2 separate regions of the Hordeum vulgare genome follow, and region 1 is linked to region 2. The links are chromatin contacts, called in public Hi-C maps. All regions are on one chromosome and are shown on one strand. The core of a region is the stretch at or near the end of the contact, and the rest is flanking DNA. Distances in the headings are between cores, read along the strand shown. Region 1 holds the start of LOC123439464 (transcription factor MYBS3). Region 2 has its middle 210 kb from the start of LOC123411744.

The links. Hi-C and Micro-C count contacts between places; a contact is called where the count stands out from the background.
Region 1: a Hi-C map of seedling shows a contact between it and region 2, with 2.7 times the contacts expected there. The contact joins the promoter of LOC123439464 here to the enhancer-like site in region 2. A contact is called at or near these places in 4 of 6 Hi-C or Micro-C datasets (leaf and seedling) and 1 of 1 datasets of contacts at active chromatin or transcription factors (embryo).

Annotation. Positions count from the first base shown.
Region 1 is chr1H:387,034,788-387,042,069 of MorexV3_pseudomolecules_assembly, forward strand. It overlaps LOC123439464 (transcription factor MYBS3), which reads left to right and starts at 2,475. Exons shown (of 3, transcript XM_045116177.1): 1 at 2,475-2,911; 2 at 4,621-4,829; 3 at 5,105-5,846. The coding sequence starts at 2,644. The coding sequence ends at 5,572. It overlaps LOC123439444 (hexose carrier protein HEX6-like), which reads right to left. Exons shown (of 3, transcript XM_045116157.1): 3 at 6,924-7,282. The coding sequence ends at 7,108.
Region 2 is chr1H:386,727,648-386,734,517 of MorexV3_pseudomolecules_assembly, forward strand. No RefSeq gene overlaps it. Among protein-coding and RNA genes, the nearest start is that of LOC123411744, 210 kb to the left of the region's middle. Within about 2 kb of position 1,529, at least 3 of the 3 cell types and tissues checked have open chromatin away from gene starts, as enhancers often do. A contact at or near this core is called in leaf and seedling, where this site is marked.

The sequences.
Region 1 (7,282 bases), core at 1,225-3,724, 310 kb after region 2:
TGTAAAACATGAGCAAAGGTGTCAAAACTAGCTCAAGAATCAAAAAGTCTTATAGTTGACGAAGTCTAAATAGAAAGCAAGACGTGTACAAACTCAAGAAAGAGTACACAAATGAGAAAGTACCCTTTTGAACTCAAGCTCAAATGCACCCGCATTAACGGTAAAATAAAAAAACGGTTCAAAAAATTCTGATTTTTTATGATGAACTTTGACAAATGTTCTAAGTGCTTACAAATTTTCATCATGAGATCACATTTGTGTAAGGCGTGGCAAAAAAACAAAATCAGTGTTTCAAAATGCTTTCGAAAGTAGCATTTTCAGATCATTGTTTTTTTTGTCACGCCTTACTCGAACGTGATCTCATAATGCTTTCGAAAGTAGCATTTTGACAGCATCATTTTTTTTGTTTACTCCTCGCTGGACGAAGCATCGGAATTCATCGTTCCCCTTAAAAAATTGATCAAAAAATCCGGGCAGACATTGTGTTGAACACATTCACTGTAAGGCACAACCATAGAGTTGCCAGACGTACTGCGGTGTCTCCCGGGCTGACGACGATGTCCTCCGTGGCGAGGATGGGATAGAAGACTCCTATGACAAAGCTGGCGGGGTAGAGGCTACGAACGACGATGGAGTTGCGAGACAGACGATGCGAGGGGGAAGAAGAGAGGAAATCAGCAAATGGATCCGGCTGTTCTGCGGGATGAATTGGGTGCAATTTGCAATGGGGTCATGCCGTGAGGCCGTCATGGAGGCATGCTCGGCCATGTCGGGACTCCCTCATATTCGCCCCAAGTGTCGATCAACCCGAACGTTTGAGGTTTGTTTGAAAGGTCCGGTCGGATCACGATTTATGACCGGTCAATGACCGGATGGTCCGTCGGGCTTTTAAGTAAGATAGGTACGAGGGATCCGGCTGTAAATGCTCTAAGAACACGAGCAAAGGTGCCAAAACTAGGTCGAGAATCGAAATGTTTTATAGCTGACGAAGTCTAAATAGAAAGCAAGACCTTTTACAAACTCAAGGAAGAGTACACAAATGGTACTATATTCGATGTGGTAGAAAGAACATGCGAAGTGAGAGAGGGGACGAGATGAAAGAAAGACAATACTCGTGAGTATGCACTCCTCTGTCCATTTTTTTCAAATAAATTCTTGCATTACTCAAAGTTTAAGAGATACAATCCCGTTCAACAATATTCAAGACCTCATTTGGACCAGAGCCTAGCAAAACTGCGGTACGACATTGCGACCTATCAAAGTTGGCCATGAAATGACTAACACTATTACAGTTTCGACGGATATGAGTAATGCAAAAATCTCTCTCACTCATACTACTAATGATCTCACTAATAATAAAAGCATACTTTGATTTGTTTCCTTGTCCACCATTGATCATTGTGATCGCCTCTGGACAATCTGATTCAATCTCAACAGGAAGACTACTCCATTGTAATGCCAACTTAACACCTTGAGAAATAGCTAATAACGCAGCTTCCAAAATATCAATACATGTGAAGAGGTACCCGTAGGAGCTAAAAATAATGGCACCCTCGTGGTCCTTAACTATCATGTCCGTACTGCACTACCTTCCGTAACGGATCCATCAGTATTCAATTTTAGTCGTCTCACCTCTCGTCTATCCCAAGAACTAGCCACAACGTTGCTTGTAACATGAAATATAGTTCTTTCATGCTGATGAACCATAATAGCTACTGACCTTCCCTTTAAAGAATCATTTGAGTTGCAATATAAAGTTTGCAAAGATGATAGGTAGCTAGATAGGAACCGGATACACGGGATGGCTCAGTAGTATCAACAATTAAGTTATCTCTTGTGTACATGTACTCCCCTGTCCGGGTGATTAGTCCCACTCGAAGTTTCGATTTAGTTGGATCAAAGTTTGACTAATAAATTACTCCTTCCGTTCTAAAATAAAAATTTCAACCCCGTACCATTTCTAATATAAAGTTGTAGTAAGTTTGAGACATCTATTTTAAGACCGAATGGAGTATGAATTACATGTCATAAATAGTACTCCTCCGTCCCAAAATTCTTGTTTTAGGTTTGTTAGAAATGAATGTAGATAGATACTAATATAAAACATGACTAGATACATTTATATCTAAATAAATTTAAGATAAGAATTTTGGAACGAAGGGAGTATATCCTTTTGTAGCCAATTTTTAGACTACGAGGAGTGGTCGTAATTTGTAAACCCGGAGGGAAGCATTAATTAGCTAGCTGCTCGCGCTGTCGACGAACAGGAATAGGGGATCCGACGATCCAACGGCGAAAACGAAAGGAGGCGACCGCAAGCAACCGTGTCCAAAGAAAGAAAAAGGCGTGACCCGCAATCCTCCTCTCGCCCGCCGCTCTTGCCCACCCACCCACGTAATATCCCCGCGGGAATATCCGCCACGTGGACGGCCACACGCGCCGGGCTCCCTCCCTCCCCCCTTCCCTTCCCCGACCACCGCAACCAATCACCACTCCACAGTCAATCCCCTCCTCTCCTCTCCTCTCCGCTGCTCTCACCACCACCACCACCACACCGCCACCACACTTCGCTTCTCCTCCCAGCCCACCTCTCCTCTCCCCTTCCGGCGCGCTACACCGGCGGGTGCGCTGGCGGCTCCGGGGATGACGAGGCGGTGCTCGCACTGCAGCTACAACGGCCACAACTCGCGGACGTGCCCCAACCGCGGGGTCAAGATCTTCGGGGTGCGCCTCACCGATGGATCCATCCGCAAGAGCGCCAGCATGGGGAACCTCTCCCTGCTCGGAGGATCCACCAGCGGCGGCGGCGGCGCGTCCCCCGCTGACGTCGGCCACGACGCCGCCGCGGAGGGCTACGCCTCCGACGACTTCGTGCAGGGATCATCATCCGCCAACCGCGAGCGCAAGAAAGGTGGCCTGCTAATCTCTCTCTCTCTCTCCCTCCTCTAAAGACGTCTACTTTATGGCTCTGTTCCTCAGCTCACGCAAAACCTCACATAGTAGATTAGATCCTCTCAGCTCCAATTGTTTCTTCATGTCGGTGAATATTTCCTTTTTTGTGTGTGCGCTGCCCTGTGCGATTTTTGATTGAGATGGTACTATTATATAGCTTTCAAAAATCCAGTTGGGACTTGGGAGACGCTGCAATGGTGTTTTCCAGCACCGTGGACTTGCGTAACTTGATTCTTGAGCCAACAATCAACCCCCAATATTAAATGGGTACAAGGATGGTGTATACACCGTCGATGTCGTTTGATTGGATCATGACTTATGACAGATGTTTTTAGAAGCTTAGCTCTGGATTCGTTTAGCAGCGACTACGGATTATCAAGAGTGGCGATCAGAGGTGATTCCAGTGGAAAAAGCGCGCGTAGGCGCTAGGCGACAACATAACGTCTAGCGCTTAGTCGTGCTAGGCGTGCGCTTAAGCGCACTTAGGTGAGATAGGTGCGCTTAAGCGCTGGGCCATGGCAAACCGCACAATTAACGCCTAGCACTTTCTTTTCCTTGGATGAATCATCATAAATTTGGCTTTGCTCTGTGCTTCAGTAAGCGTTTATAGAGCCACGTTAGACGTTGAGCTGACGAACTAACACGTAACCTAAAGCCTTACCTTTGGCATAAATACGATACTGCATTATGACGCAATCAATATTTGTATAAAGCATTTTATTATCTGCACAACTGCATTCTGCAAGGAATTATGTTAGTCAAGATTAATTAGTCGATACTTCCTCCATTCCATAATTCTTGTAGTGGTCTTCAACTAAAACCACGACAAGAATTATGGAACGGAGGGAGTACTAGTAAATATTTGATGTACACATGACAAAGTTTGACTGCCTTCGTTCATTTTTATTGCTGCTAGTTTTTTCTCATAATCCCTGAAGTAACCAGTGATTACTGATTAGTATCTTGGTCAAGTCAAGCAATAGCTGGAAATTCTTCAAAGCAAAACATATTTTTATTTATGGTGCTCTCCAATATGGTATTATAACCAATAGACTGTAATGACATAATGTAGATCGAGTTGCCATTTGCATGTTTCTTGTTATCTGTTGAGTTAAAGAATTGGACTGCGATGTTTTCTTGACCTGCTATATAGCTTGTCCATGGGGAGAAAAACATGTCATTTGTTGCACCACCTTTTATTGTCTGGCTTAGACTTTTTTAGTTTCCATTATCTTGGAGTCTGAACAGAAACCTTCAGTTCGCTGGAGTGATTTTGTCTCTGTGCATGTTATTTTTGTTGAACTTTTTTCCCTTCTCTTGAGTATTTTCATGTGGTGAATGTAAACTCCTTGCATTGTTTCATTTAAGAACATTTTATGTTTTTAGTGCTCCTCTGATGTGGTGGCGAGTTTACAACTTCTCTTCAGTAGTTTCTTCTTGCTTCATGTTCCCTAGAGTTTTTTTTTGGTAATTTTAATGTGGTGATAATACACTCCTTTATTGTTTCATTCAACATAATAATAGTGTACTATTTTATCCCACGGTTCTCTTTATAATCTGTCTGTTTATCAGTTTCTGTATAGCTTGAGATGCTAAAGCCCTTACTGCATGGCTGTGCCCTGGTACGTTTTATGTGCCATGTTCCTGATTAAGATGGCTTTTTGGCAGGGGTTCCTTGGACTGAAGAAGAACACCGGAGGTTTTTGCTTGGATTGCAAAAACTTGGAAAAGGTGATTGGCGAGGAATCTCTCGTAATTTTGTGGTCTCAAGAACACCTACTCAAGTAGCAAGTCATGCTCAGAAATATTTTATACGCCAAGCCAATATGAGCAGAAGGAAGAGAAGGTCTAGCCTCTTTGATTTGGTGCCTGACGAGGTAACTTGCTCGATCTTATGATTGATTATTGCACCTGTATGGCATAAGGTGGCCTGACTCTGTTTTCGTAGTTCGGCAAGGGGATTGCCCGTTTCTGTGGTGGTAGTTACCATATCACTCCCTTAGTTCCTTGAGCTAGAGTTTTATTTTATTTGAATTGATTTTGTGGTGTTGCATGGATAGTCATGCACTTCCATCTCACATTTCATTTGGAAGATATTAGTTTGCACTTTGTATATAATTCGGAACTGAATGGTATCTTGTGTATTTTACAGTCGGACCTGCCACCTCTTCCTGGTAATCATGAACCTGAGGCCCAAATATTAAATCACCCACCATTACCTCCACCCATGGAGGAGGAGGAGGTAGAATCTATGGAGTCAGATACTTCTGTCATTGCAGAGAGTTCTTCAGCTTCTGCTATCATGCCAGAGAATTTGCAACCGAGCTATCCGGTGCTAGTTCCAGCATATTTCTCACCATTCTTGCAATTCTCAGTCCCTTTCTGGCAAAATCAGAATGATGGAGATGATCTTGGACAAGGGACACATGAGATTGTGAAGCCTGTTCCGGTTCATTCAAAGAGTCCAATCAATGTTGATGAACTGGTGGGCATGTCGAAGCTAAGCATAGGGGATCCCAAGCAAGACACAGTATCTACCTCTCTTTCCTTAAAAATGGTAGGAGGTCAAAATAGACAATCGGCTTTCCAGGCAAATCTCCCAACGAGGGCTCAGGCGTGAGCCCTGTCAGCACACAAACTGCACTTAGATGAGCCCTGGCAAAAATAAGCTTTGCCTCTTTTCCTTTTCTTTTCCTTTTAAGATTAACTGTGGTCTGTAGTCTGTCCAATGTACCCTGTGCTGTAAGTTATGTTATGTATGGATGCATCTGTTGTTTGTATGGCACATGATATGCCTACTGCATGTTAACAGAATCATTAATGTTAGTGCTGATCTCCAGGGTTGTACTGTCAACTCTTATATAAGAAAAAAGAAATATCAGTCAGTTATTAGACCTTTGAAGTGAGCTCTGCTCATTTCTATGCAATGTTCATTACTGAATGATGAATCACTGTCTTCAGATTTTGTCCGGATACTGGAAATGGCTATCCAGTCACTCACTCAAGATCTTATGGTTGAAAGAAGCCAACTACCTGGAAGTGCACCTCTCATGTAGGTGGATGGATGGCATCATGTTATGATCAAGCGCAATCAGACCAAAAAAAGGCATGTTATCACTTATGCACCTGGTCTCATGGGAAGTATGGAAGGAGAGAAACAGAAGGAATTTCAAGTAGGAGGCCTTATCAAAGGAGGTCTTCATCGACAGAGTGAGAGACGAGATCCATCTTTGGAACTTAGCAGGAGCAAGCATTCCTTTTGACCCGGGCTGAGTGTTCTTTTCTCCAATTTTCTCTCCAGCTTGGCCTCTTTCTTTTCTTTCTTCTTTGTTTTTGGTGTTACGATTGTAGCTCCCTTTGTACTCCCCCTCTGATCAATGCATTTGGCAGACTAACTGCCAACATTCAAAAAAAGAAAAGAAAAGAAGCCATGCTATAATTTTACCAATGAGTGTTGCATGATTTACTCTCATTTGGTTGGCATGTGTCTGTATGGTTTAATGTATTTGTGGCAAGAACAAACGGATTATTGGATTCTCCTTCGGGACATATTCTATCTGGAATATTCCATAGGACTGTACCTCTCAATCCTGATTCTGCATTTGCACTCACCTCCATTATGCACCAAGTGTTGCAAGTGTGGTTGGTGACAGACAGTAGTGGCTAGTGGCCAGTCCCTTTCAGATATTTCCAAGCTGTTGGGTCGTGCACGAATGCATTGTTTGGCCATCCAAGGACCTGTCACTTCTACTACATCTTTAGCAAAAGTCATGATGCATAATCAGACAATCCAATCCAGCCCCTCTGAGAGACGGTTCACATATACTCCCTCCGTCTCAAAATTATTGTCTTGAATTTGTAGATATGGATGTATCTAGTCACGTTTTACTATTTAAATGCATCCATATCTAAAAACATCTAAGACAAGAATTTTGGGACGGAGGGAGTATCTTTTTTCTCTGAAATTGAAGTTACTTCATATCAGTAATCTCACTCTTTGAAATGGCCACATGTAGGAACTGGCAACAGCAGCTGCAGGCCTGTCAGGCAACCCAACTAGATGTAATTATACTTACAAACTCTTCTGCTAGTTAAAAATCCTGTACTATGTTTTTCCATGCAGGTTTGATGGAATACATTCAAATTCAGAAATCGCTAGGAGCTCGGCGAGTGGGTTTTCCTTTCTTGCTTCTCCTTTTCCTTATCATCTTCCTCCCCAACAATCTTCTTCCAGAACCAATGCCTCCTCCAGACCTGCTCCATCTGCTCCATGGGAAGCTTCTTGGTCTCTGGCAGGAACAGGTAGACCACTAGCGTCATCACGCAAATC
Region 2 (6,870 bases), core at 279-2,778:
CGACAATGAGTAAGAGTAAGTCGTCGTTGCTCGTGGTCCCAAGAAGGCCACTGCCCCTTCCTTCCGTTGAAGCAAAGCTTGGCGGCCTCAACATCGTCGGTCGATATAGCCGCTTGGCGGCGACATGAAGGCACACAACTTCATTTCCCGCGACACCGGGCAAGGAGGTTATAGAGGCGAAGCTGGAGAGCACCATGACGTAGCTGGCGAAAGCAAAGCTTCAATTCTCGGGATTCATGGCCGGACACGGGGAACGGGCTCTGCCGCTCCATCGATCATAGATTAGGCATTTTAATTATACCTCTAGAGCAGGACGATCACCGCTTAGTTGATGTAAATGTAATGAAACTCGTCATGTTTATATGAAATCTGTCATGTATATATTAAATCCGTTATTTTTGTATGAAATCCGGCTATGTTCAAACGAACTATGACCCTATTTGCATGAATTTCGTTCGATTGGTTCAAATTGTTGTTAAAATATATGCGTCTACGGTTAGATGATGGTCTCCCGCATGTGTGTTTGTGGACCTTATAAAATTTATGAATTATCGTTGGAGATGCCCTTATAAAATTCTGTTTAGGTAAATATGTTGCTCCCAAGCTATCTTAATAAAATATGATCCTACGGCCACAAAGCCGGCAAACGCACGGTCGTTATCACTCGGTTGATTTGAATCATTTTCCTATAATAGACCGTTGCTAAAATCATGCTGGCTTAGGAAGAAAAAATCAAATATAAACTTTTTAATATTATAATCCTCATTTTTGGGGTCTAATCCTTTCTAGTTTCTACAAAGACTTGTGGAATCAAATAGACCTTCAGGCACGTGGCATGCGCGGTTGAGTATCTAGCAGCTGCTTCCGTTCCTGCAAAATCCAAGTAAGTGAAACGCACATAAATTATCTGAAGATTCCAACCCCTTCCAAAATTCCCATGAGTCTGAATATACAGGACCGAGGTCGGCTGTCTGGGCGAGTGGGTGCTTCCTTTTGTTTTCGAGTTTTTTCTGTGTGTTGACTTTATAACCAGCGCGTGGTTGTTTCCAGAGGTATACGCACACATGCGACAAGCCACCAAAGGAGGTGAGATATGATATCTACGGATTGGAAAATTCTCCAGCAGTCCGCGCGTTCAGATTCGCGGTGTGTGTAGCATGTTTCACCTGGCACGTACAGTGACCTACGAGTATTTCGTTTACACCGCACCCGGCACAAAATCACGGACGCAGGATTTGGTTCCCGCCTACTTTTCGATGTCAAATAGAACGTCCTCGTCCACCGTCTTCCCTAATTTTTTTCTCACACGGCGAAAACGACACGGTTGTCCGCATGCGTCGGGATTACGGGGACGTGGCCCCGGACGTGTCGATCGTGGCACATGCATGGCGCCCCGGCCGGAGCGGAGCATGATTGCGCCGTGTGGACTGTGGTTCGGGCGCGCCGACGCGGCAGCAGGGCTCTCGCCGGTCTCCTCGTCGAGCTGTCCCACCCGGTGCGGCGGTGTCCCCTCGCGCCCGACCGGCACCAGCACCGGCGCACCACGCGTGCAGGCCCACGCCCCACGCCGTCCTGTTCGTAAACGTAGGGGGTGTTTCTTTCCACAGGACTTTTTTGACACTTTTCTAGTATATTATTAGGGATAACATGGTCTTTTTACATGTCATTTAATGACCTCTAGTTCATATTTAGTCTTTGAAAAGAAACGGATAGAGACTTTTTAGTTGGGACAAAAAAAATCCTAAGACTTTTCAAAGAAACGGGCCGTAGCGTAGCTTGGCATCATCGCCTCAATCATGGCCATGACATGATTAGGTCTCGGCTCGGCGCCACCACCGCAAACGCTCACGCGCGCCCCACGTGCCGGCCCGGGCCGAGCGCCGGATTGGTTCGGGGACCAAGGTGGTTGGGCTGGGCCGCGGACGCCGAGACAGGGCTCACGTGGAGTGGGGCGGGAAACGGGGAGGGAAACCGGGGCGTGGTCACGTGGAGCCGGTCGTCCGGGCTCCGGCGTCCCTACGTCAGGTCGGACTCGGGCGTAGGAGGACGAGAGCTGCTATGCTAGGACAACGACGACGAGGAGGAGGAATGCGCGCGCGGGCGCCTGCGGCGTCAGTCGCTCTGTGCGTGCGCCCGACCGACAGCACCCACCTTCCCCAATCATTGACATTCTCCTCCTCCGCGCCCCTTTCGTTCCACTTTTGCTTGTTTCCTTTCTCACTTTCCATGGCCATGGCCGGGCCTTTCTATCAACGAATGCCCTTTGGAATCCGGCTTGACATTCCCGTTTCACCCGGGTTAAATCCCACGCGACCTGGGTGACGCAGCGCTTAGCAATATCTTCGTCGAATCAGCGCTAGTCATTGTTCAAAGATCGCACCCACCCGTCCACCACTGTAGATATGACTACTTACTCTACTACTCCATGGGATCTCGGTCTTGTGGCCAAGCCATGACGCTCGATTATTCTATGTGCTCCCGTCGTTGATATTTTAAATTTTCTCTGGAATTTAACCAGCTAGCTTTGCTTGGTATGTCAGCGCTTGCAAGCTGATCGGGTTCCCCTGGTCCTATGGCCACGGCCAATTATTTGTTTGGCCATGAGTGGCATGATTATGACCAGGACCCGTGCAGATGCCGCGTGCATCAGTTACCCCGGTTGGGCCACTCTCGATTAACTATTGCCTGAACCATGCTTAATAATTGCGCCATGCATCACGTATATGGATCAAGTACGCATGTCGGGTATAAAGCGTGCATGCCGCAAGTTTAGTGAGTCGATTCCACCTCCATTCCGGTGGCAGCTAGTACATCATGGGCATAAATAGATCCCCTCCCCAAACTAGCACCAATCCGGCCTATCCCATGCTCGCGTACGTGTCGTAGAATAGTCTAAAACTAGCCAGAAAAATGCCATCGGACACGTACGCTGCTCCAAGAACCTTCATGCAAGTTGCCAATTTGTGTAGCACGTACGTAGCACCACCCATGGAGCCACAACTGTAACACCGCTATGGATCACAGGAATTTAATACTCCTACTCCTACTACTAACAAGCTAGCAGAAAGCAGATGGATCAACGATAAACCGTGCATGGCGCGGCATCTGTATGCACATGCATGCTTCCCGCCACGTCCTGAACACGTGGCCCGTCGCTGCATGCAGAGGGCAAGCTTGGGAGCCAAGCGTGCCGTGGAGCCTGAATGATAGACCAATAATCAGCATCAATAAGTTGATCAGAGAAAGTCTCAACGCTGACCGTACCCTGTGTGCGTAGTACAAGTAGTATACCTACCCTCCTGACTTAGCTTGGTCGCGAGGGCACGACGTTCAGCAACCACGTGTGGGCATGGTGGTGAGCGCGAACGCATGCAGGTACGACGACGCAGCATGTGCAGGTCCCCGTGCGGTGCTGAGCTGCTACGCTCTAGCTGGATCCATCCTATCGTGTCAGGTGACGTGGGGATATGACCCGGCCAAGGCCAAGGCTGGTGTACCTACGTCTACGTGCAAGTGCAATCATATGCGATCGCGTGGGAACTGGGTAGCTATACCTTGGCTAGTTCTTGATCAAAGCGATGCAGTTGTTTCCAAAACCAAGGATTGCTGCCACGTAAGAATCGGCCGATTAGTTACAGTGTGTGCATCGAGCCAATGACCAGCTAGCAGGTCATGGATATTCCAAAATTAATCCTACAATAGTAGCAGTACCATGCATATTCTTGTGCTATCTTGAGACCATAGGCCCATACAGCGGTGTACACATATACTTTGTCCGTTCCTAAATACGGTATTTATTTTTTAGAGATTTTATTGATAGACTACGTAAAAAAAATAAGTGAATCTACAGGTTACACTGCATCTATAGACATTTGTATGTAGTTTTTATTGACTCTCTAAAAGTATTTATATATTTATAAATGAAAGGCTTAGCATCGTGTTATATTCTACCGCCAGGACCCACAACTCCTACTATACAAGTATGGAAATATCTGCGAACCAATCTGTGGTTGAATGGTTAGAGGAACTGTTGTATCACCAGCTCATCAAGGTTTAAATCCTGATGCTCGCTTTTATTTCTGGATGTATTTTAGAATTTTCGGCGATGCACATTCAGTGAAAGAAGATGTTTTCGTCGATGACGAGGTGTCTATGCTGACTATGTAAATTTCAAGATGATATGCCGACTCAGTTTCTCGAAGATGCTCACATGAATAAAACGTATGTGTGTGTTATAAAGATGAGTGTGTATGCACGTGTATATGAACACTTGCTTCTGTACTGTGTTAAAAAATATGAAAATATCTTATCGTCGATCGTTCGCCCTTTGATTTTGAGAGAAGGATGAGAACGAATATTTCGGTCCTGTAGTCCAAGCTTCAGAATCTTCCCATGCATTTCGGTATCGTATGTACGTAGAGTGTTCTTGATTTACAGCTACACATCAATTGTGTTTGAATAATGAATACTATACGTGCATGTCGGCTCACAATTTGGACTGGTTGACACGAGCGTGGCCCCGGCAACACATTCTCAGAGTATAGGTCCTGGATGTGGCAACCTATAGTATTAACTAACTGGATGCGTCAACGGGTTGGAGTACCAGTCAATTAAGAAATCCATTGTCGCTAAGCTATCATTGTCGCTAAACTATTTAGTCCCTACACAAAAAGTTCCATGGCTCAGCTTGCACTCCTTCATCATATGGATAGGAGTAGCGGCAAATATTGTTAAGATGGCGGATTCAGACATATTATTGTACTACTTTGTAAGATTTTCGAAAATAATTAATAAAATGATCGCATACATCTCCGAGATGCAGAGACCGGGATCATCCTCCTTTTCTAAAAAAAAACATCAAAAAATCCCTGAAAAGAAACACCCCATAACTGGACGTCTTGAAGTCAGAATCCAAGCTACTAAAGGTTAAGTGCGTAGAGATGGACAGATGGTGACTGAGAAATGATCGAGAAGGATCATGAATTCAACGCAGCAATCAAGGGATCATGTTCCCTTGAAGAACTACTATACTGGAGTCGTATGTGGCTGGCTAGCGACGATGCGTACTAGTCCTCCTCCGGCGATAGGAAATTGATCGGTTATTAACCACCACTGTCACCACTAAATCAGGGACCAGCCAAGTGGTAATAGGTGTGTTTCATTATTATTTTTTGCTCTCGGGCTCCATGGATTTAGAAATTATAAATAAATACGCAAGTACTTATCCATGTACATTAAATGTGTATGAAAATTCATCAATAAAATATATTTTAATGTGAGCTGTAGAAAATAAAATCATGTGCTTATATAATAAATAGTACATCAATACGAACTTAAGCAATTTTAAAATGAAAAATGTGAAAACCGAGAAAGTAATGAACAAAAACGATGAAAAAGGGACAAAAAGGAAAAGCATCTAACCAATAAAATTGAGAAATTAAAAAGACATACACAAATGTGTATGAAAATTCATCAATAAAATATGTTTTAATGTGTGCTGTAGAAAATAAAATTATGTGCTTTTATAATAAATAGTACATCGATATGTACTTAAACGATTTTAAAATGAAAATTGTGAAAACCAAGAAAGTAATGAACAAAAACGATGAAAAAAGGACAAAAAGGAAAAGCAACTAACCAATAAAATTGAGAAATTAAAAAGACATAAACAATCATAGGAAAAAATAATGAGAACCGAGAAAAAAAACAAAGAAACCCAAAGAAAAAACAAAGGATGAATGAAAAATTAAAAAGAAAAGGAAACACCAAAGAATACGAAGTGAGAACGTTGCAAGACAATGGAAGCCATGAAAACCAAAGCAAACAGTGGAAACAATGAAAAGCCAAGAAAATTAAAAACTAAAAAAATCCTAAAAACACTAGTATAAAAGAGTAAAATATGTGAGAAAGGCATAATACTGTAGTGAGAGGTGAAACCCTTCAGGCGAGGGGAACATGTATCTCTATAAGGCCTTGTTCGGTTGCACCCTTTGTCAAGAGGATTGGAAGGGATTTGGAAGGATTTTAACTTGTAGGGGATTAAATCCACCTCAATCCCTACCAAAATCCCTTCACAACCCTGTCAAACGAACAAAGCCTAAGCGAGATACACTCCCGTGCTCGAGATCCTATCATTTCTATTCCCCCGACTCCTCTGTTTTCTCTTTTCTAGTATCCCCTGACTCCTGTGTTGGGATAGCGCATCTGTCAGTGATATTTGGGCCGGAAAGCTCTCTGGCTTGACCATTCCCAAAGAAATCTAATATACTCACTCCATTCTTAAATATAAATCATTTTAGATATTTCATAAAGGACTACATACAAAGCAAAATGGATGAATTTACACTTCAAAATATGTCTATATATATCTGTATTAATCTTCTAGTGGAATCTCTTAAAAGATTTATATTTAGGAACGGATGAAGTAGAACTTATCTAAAAATAATAATATCAGAGTAAAACCATGGAATTGCTAATGGAGCTCGAGTCCAAAGGAGCCGTTAATTTTAAAATACAAATATCCGATGGTGTAAAAGAGCCAGAAGTCAGATCTGATGGCCCAAGATGGGTGAACACTGTGAGGTCTCGGTGTTGGCTCGGCATTTATACTTTAAATGGTTCAAAAATCAAAACTTTAATTTATAGAAAATAGTCTGAAAAAAACATTGCATATATATGGATGTATACTACTTGTACGCAAATTTTCATAACGACGACCTAGACAAAAATATTAAAATCACGCATTTCTAGCACATGTATTATTATTTTGAACTCTGGACCGTAGAACAATTGTTCTATGATATTTTTGTTAGTAATATACAATAACATGTAGAAATGATGTTCTATGGTACTCCCTCCGTCCCAAAATAA